2 separate regions of the Hordeum vulgare genome follow, and region 2 is linked to region 1. Evidence: chromatin contacts called from public Hi-C data. All regions are on one chromosome and are shown on one strand. Each heading gives the region's core, a stretch centred on a gene start, on an enhancer-like site or on the middle of the called end of the contact. The rest is flanking DNA. Distances are from core to core; before and after follow the strand shown.

Region 1 (3,265 bases), core at 396-2,895:
ATCTGACACGCGGTGGTCGACGTTGATGATCAACGTCACTGCGAAGAAGAGGAACATCGACCTGGAGTTCTTGATGGGGGCAGACACGTCGACGATGGACGAGAAGGTGAAGGCGTGGTACATAGTGCAGCGCGACCTCATCTTAAGCCAGGTGCCCGTACCGGCGGCGACCATGACAGCAGCACCAACGACGACACCCAGCCCGAGCGCAGAAACCACGCCGACGACGAGCCCGACTACGCCGACACCGAACCCGACCAGTCCCGCGGCAGAGGAGCCACACCATGCCGAGCCGACCGTTTGATCTGTTTCGTCCCTATTATCCCTTCCTCTTTTGATCGCCAAACTACTGGGTGTGTTTGATCGCCAAACAATGGAATGATGATCGTCGACTTATGGCATGATGATCGCCGAACTCGTAACATCTTTTTGGCTGCGGGAAAAAAGAATTTAAAAAAGTTGACGTCTCAGTCCGAAACCTCAGGGCGTGGCTCGAGACTCGCTCGTCTAGAGGACAAAAAAAGCGCCGGCGCAACGCCAAAATGGCATTTGCCGGATGCGTTAGGAACTAAACGGCTGGAGATGCTCTAAGGCAACGTGCTATATTGCTAATTATACACCGAGAAACTTACATTTTGCTTAACCAAACACCGACGAAGACACTCCGCTCATGCATAATAAACAAGGGAGATACATATAGCTAGCCCCAACACTCCTTCGGAGCTCGAACACTACACTCAAGATCAGGCCCTCTGCTTCTTCTGATCGCAGTTCATCAGAGAGCAAACGTACATTACCCAGAGAAGTTTAGAACAAAGTGGAGAAAAGGAAAGGGCAACCATGCAGTACACTTCCTCTACTCGATTACTATATAAAGCTGCACATGCATTAGTAGTTCGTCGCACCACACATGGCATAACTCAAATGCGCGTAATCAGTAGCTCCACAAGCTGACCTCACCGTCATCGTCGCCGTCTCCGGCAGTCGCTGACGGACCTACCAACGGAGGAGGGGCAATGAGCATCCCCTGCGCCATGTCGAGGTAGCCCTGCATCCCGAAGTCCATACCATCGTCCATCCCGTAGTACGGATCACCGGCGAACTGCATCGTTGGTGCAGCGGCTACCTCCTCGGCGGGCGCATTGCTCTGGTCGGGTGCCGGCAGGAATGCCTCAGCCGCCTCTACCGCCGCCCGCCGTATCTCATCAGGGCTGGCACCCACGGCCGGGACCCGGAGCCGACGAGGAGAGTCGGCGAAGTTGAGGCAGGCGGCGCGGCCGCGCAGCGCCAGCGCGGCCACGTCGTGCGCGCGCGCCGCCATCTCTGCGGTCTCGAACGTGCCGAGCCATATCCTCTGCTTGCTGTGCGGCTCCCGCACCTCGCAGACCCACCTCCCGGGGTTCCTCCGGCGCACGCCCTTGTAGACCGGGTGCCGCGTCTCCTTGAACTTGGTCCGCCCCGCGCGCCGCTTCGGCGGAGCCGAAGACACCGTCATGTACGTCGAGAAGCCCTCACTGTTGCCGCCGTCCGCGCCCACCGGGGACGGCGTCCCCGACGAGTAGTCGCTGCTGAGGGCACCAACGTCCATGGCTGCCTGGCTATGCTGGCTGCTGGAGTGTAAGCAGGGGGAGGGAGTGGAAGCAGGTGGTTTGGATTTGGAAGGGAAGGGTGGCGGTTTATATAGTTTAGCGCGTGGAGCGCGACGTCCCCGCGTGCACGGCTCAACGCGGTGTGCCACCGGAGGCGCCAGCCAGGTAGCGCGACTTGATGGGTCGGGACGGTGTTGGGCTCGGGGGCGTTAACTGGGTCGGAACCAGCTGGAGCTCGAGAGGGTGCGGATGGAGACCCACGCGACGCGCAGGCATGGGACGGATGAGGGCCCGGCTGGTTGGGTCAGTCTGCTGTGCTCCGGGGCTCTCTTGCGAGTTGTGACAGCAACGTGCCTTGAAAGAGAAAGCTCGCTGTGGGATAGTGTGATTTTCTGTCAATAAAAGAGGACTGTTGATTCTATTTGTACCCAAATACTGCTTCCAAGTGACCCTCCCCCCTCCCCCGTCGTCGCACCCAGGACCCTGCACCCCGTCCATCAAGCCGTTGACAAGGATCGCATTGTTGGACCAGGTTGGGACAGAGGGGGTTCTGACGGCCGTTTGAGGAATTTCGAAGAGCTTTTCGCCAACGCAGATGTCGTCGGTGGATGTATGTTAGTCGTCAAAGCTCGTTCAGACGCGGACAAGCATGGGGACCGGCATCGCACGAGTTGTGCACGACCTGTTCAACGGAGTGACCCAACAAGACTCGATGAGTTCTTTTTGCTCCTTTCCGGTCAAATTTGCATATGTCATGATTAATGTTTTGCACAAACCATTATTAGTTCATTTGGGACATGATTAATGCTTGCAAACCATGATGACTTAGGAGATGATCATGCATGTCGGAGATGATCAATGATAGTCATGATCTGACCCAAATGGACTGTAAGTTGGGGATCCGATTTGCCCTTCATTTCAAGTTAGGGCAACATCAAATCCAGAACCGAGCAAGAGCAAAAAGAAGCCAAAGATGACAAAGGAAGAGGTCCAGCATTCTTCACTTTCAAGGATATTTTGTTAGTTAATTTTTTGTTAGCCGCAATAATGGATCCCATATGTCGCAGATGGCAAAAGGTCAATAAGTATTGGGAGAAGATTTGGAAGGATTATCATGAATAAAAGCAATATGTGAAGCCACATCCTATCGTCACCAACCATAATATGGAATATCTCCAAACCAATGGGGTAATTCAAGGGGAAGTGAACAAGTATGACAGCTACTATTCACAAGTGCTTGGCCACACTCAAAATGGGATGGGAGTGGCGACTCAAGTAAGCTACATTTCATCATCTTATCATCATTTGCATATCCTTGTTTTATGTCATATTGTCATTTTCATACATATTTTGTCTGCTAGACTGTGGTCATGGCAACTATATATCAAGAAATGGAGAAGAAGCCATTTGATTTTAGCCATTGTTGGGTGATATTAAATGGCAAGGCAAAGTGGACATAACTTGTGGCCGATCTCAGGACTGGCAAGAAAAGAATGATGTCTCAATCTCCCACCAACCAATTGGATTAGATGAAGAAGAGGAAGATGTTCTAGGGGAGAATGGAAAAGTATGGCAAGTGATGGGAAAGAAGTGGAAGAAAGCGAGGGCCTCCTATGACGCTGCAGCTGCAAAAATATGCTCCACATGGACGGGCATTTTCGGTTAGGGTGAACAAA
Region 2 (3,265 bases), core at 382-2,881, 640 kb before region 1:
CAGATGTTGACCTAAAGTGATGGAAGTGTTACTACAAGCTAACAGAAATTCATGATCTGATGCATGCATCAAATCCTACTACATCAAGTGTATCTAAGAATGTGTGAACAACAGTGCACAAATTCTCAATCCTTACTCTAATGGTTTTATCCATTGAGCCAGAGTAAAGTCTCATGCCTCCTACTATTAACGAAACAACAGCAAGCTGGTGCCCGGTAAGAGAAGCAGCTGGCTCAAAACAATTTGTCACGGCGCTAAATCTCCATGCCAAAATCCTTCCATCCTACACCAAGTGTAATACGAGAGAATACATCATTAACAAAAAATATATTTGCCAAGACAAATGTTAGATCCAACGACAAGACAAAAGGAAGGAAGTTTACCTGTGTTGCCGCAAAGAGTAGCTCATTGCCAACTGCAAGTGCATAGACTTGTCCAGTCGGCCCGGTAAGGTTCATTTCTGCTTGAGTTTGCATATTCCAAACCTGCAGCGACAGTTCATACAGTCAGACACACATGTGGGACAGCAATAGCATTGGGTTAAAATCCCAAATCTCAAGCACCATTTCCTACCTTCACAGCATCAGGTATTCCAACAAACACCCATGGCCCCTCGCTGATCATGCACCCAACCTCACCCCCCACGGGGAGGACACCAGCACACTATCACACACCATATAGAAAACAAAGGTACTGAAAATTGTCATACAGAACACACAATCCTTCCAAGGATACAATTCAATGATGCCTCGGCTACCTGTCCAGTTTGACAATCCCAAAGGCGCACCGTTCCATCCTTACTCCCAGAATACAGCTTGTCTGACCCAGCAGGCAGTGCGATCCCTGTCACAACCTGAAGGAACGCACAGCATTTGATCAGCGACGTTTCGAATTTTACTAGACGGTCTTATCTGTAGATGAAGTACCTTCTCGTGGCCCTGGAGAGGGGTGAGCAGCGTGATGCTATTGCTCATGCAATATGTGTGGGGGTAGCGGCACTTCTCGCCGTAGGTGCAGTCTCCGGCGAGGAAGAACTTGCAGGGCCGGTCGGGCACCTTGTGCCTCACGCCACCGTCTGCACCTCCGGGGCCCCTCCCCCATTTGTTGTAGCCACCGCCGCCGCCGCGCCCCCCTCCTCCTGAGTTGGGGTTACGCCAGACGTGCCCACCAGGGCCATCCCTTTGGTTCGGGCGCTTGGTGGTGGCCGCCTCAGGGAGCTCGCTGTGGAGGAAGGGGCAGGGGAAGCGATTGCATCGCCCAGCGCGCCAATGGATGCAGACCTTGGTAGAGGAAGACGAAGAGGCGGCGCCGGGCGCCGGTCCGAGGCGGTTGTGCACGCGCTTGTTGCCGAAGCGGCCGTCGGCCTCGAAGTCCATGGGCGTCGCCTAGGGTTTGTTGGGCTCGGGAGGCGGCGCGGGCAGAGGAGGAAGTAGTCAGATGGTATTCGGGGTTTGACGGGAGCAGCGGCGGGGATGTTGAATTTATTTAGGAGGTAGGGTCGCGTGGAAGCGACGCGGCGAGGGCTCGCCGGAATGGATGGGGAGATCCGGATCGGAGCGGGGAGAGGAGGCGCTTACGGTGGCCCTGCTTTCCCCTTGGTCGGGTTTAGCTCGCGGGCGGAAGGTTGGGCCGGCTCCGGTTAATACAACGTGGCCGGTGCCCCGCAGGCTGGCAGACGCCGACGAAGCGAACCGCCTGATGGAAGTACATACACCATTTCGTTATGTACTCCCTCGGTAAACTATAAAAGTATTTAAAACACTATTTTAGTGATCTAAACATTTTTATATTAATTTACAAAGAAAGTATAAAGTAATACAAATGTCCGTGCGTTGCATTGGGCGAAATATTAAATATAATTTTCTTTATATGTTATTATGCAATATTATTTTAATCTAATTTTTGCAAGCATTAAAAGTAAGGTTACATTGAGTATTTCTTTTAGCCATGAAATTCGATTTTACTTATACAAACATTATAAAATAGGATCATCAGAATGATTATAATTTTAAATAAGTCCGGATAATTTTTTGTATAAATTATAAACAAATATTCATGAATGCGCTAGTGTTGGAGCACGTAGACATGCTCCTTAAAAATGATCTTGTAGTTCCCTATACTAACTCATGCTCCTTAAAAATGATCTTGTAGTTCCCTATACTAACTTTGAAGTTGACGGTTGGATTGTTCTGTAGTAACACTAAGTGATAAATTTAAGAAAGAGTTGGACATGGGAGACGGCGGGAGCTCGACTTTTATGAGCCGCCTAGTGTCCCATGTCCTATTCTACCTCGCTGACGGCCGGACGGACACTACGAAGGGCATATCTAGCCGTCGGGCATGGACACGACGGACCCGAACGAACCCCGCTTAATATTAGATTTATGTTGCATGTAATAATATAGATTTAAGGTTTCTAATTTAAAGTATCCGGTTATAGAACTCGTTATTTGAGGCTTAACTGATCAACGTCCGCAGATGCGTCCAGACGTTTCCATGAAAGTTAAAGAGGTCAGATTTGTTAAGTCCGGTTATAGATGCTCTATGAGGCGGTACAATCAAATAATTATAATGAACTAATGTGAAAAGGAACATCTAGCAAATAATAGTTTGTTGGAACGTCACGAACAACCGCATATAAATCCAACGGGGATGAGCACCGAAGTATCCAACAGCTTCGAGTCTGTGTACATCTACCAACAACTATTGATCAAAAAATAGCAATAGGCACTAAATCTCCACCGAGCTGCGCACTGCATGACCCTTATCCAAAACATCACCATTCCTCGTGCTGCTACATAGAAGAGGAGACAAGCGTTGATGCCTGGTCGTGCTCCTCACAACAGCCGCTCGTGCTGCACCCAAGAAGCACTCCAGTACTTAGTGCCCGACCGCGGTGGCAGCCACTGCCGGGATCCGTCCCTCCGTGCATCCCCACACCAGCACGCCGGCAAATCACCCACTGCACAACCATGGCGGGGCGGCCTGTTCAAAGCCGTCATCGATGTGCGCCTCTGCTGGGAGCCTGGTCATGGGTGCCACCATCTGGGAGTAGCAGCATCGGGGCCAAGCCGGTGTCCGGTAGCACTTCCCCCGCGGTGCGCGCTGAAGGCCACGGCTCGGGGCCAAGCCGGTCTTCGGTAGCACTTCCCCCGCGGTGCGCGCTGAAAGCCACGGCTGCACCATGAATGTCGCCTCCATTGCGGACTGGTGCGTTGCAGAACGCCTTGCCATCAATGGGACATCGCGTCGCGGAGCGAATTGA

What was found. A called contact is a pair of places that touch in the nucleus more often than the background predicts.
Region 2: a contact with region 1 is called in a Hi-C map of leaf, with 6 times the contacts expected there. The contact joins the promoter of LOC123401165 here to the promoter of LOC123402982 in region 1. A contact is called at or near these places in 2 of 6 Hi-C or Micro-C datasets (leaf and seedling).

What each region holds. Positions count from the first base shown.
Region 1 is chr6H:439,475,899-439,479,163 of MorexV3_pseudomolecules_assembly, reverse strand. LOC123402982 (dehydration-responsive element-binding protein 1G-like) reads right to left here and starts at 1,645. Exons shown (of 1, transcript XM_045096955.1): 1 at 578-1,645. The coding sequence starts at 1,588. The coding sequence ends at 935.
Region 2 is chr6H:440,112,805-440,116,069 of MorexV3_pseudomolecules_assembly, reverse strand. It overlaps LOC123401165 (zinc finger CCCH domain-containing protein 17), which reads right to left and starts at 1,631. Exons shown (of 9, transcript XM_045094896.1): 1 at 927-1,631; 2 at 758-853; 3 at 574-663; 4 at 384-485; 5 at 137-283. The coding sequence starts at 1,376.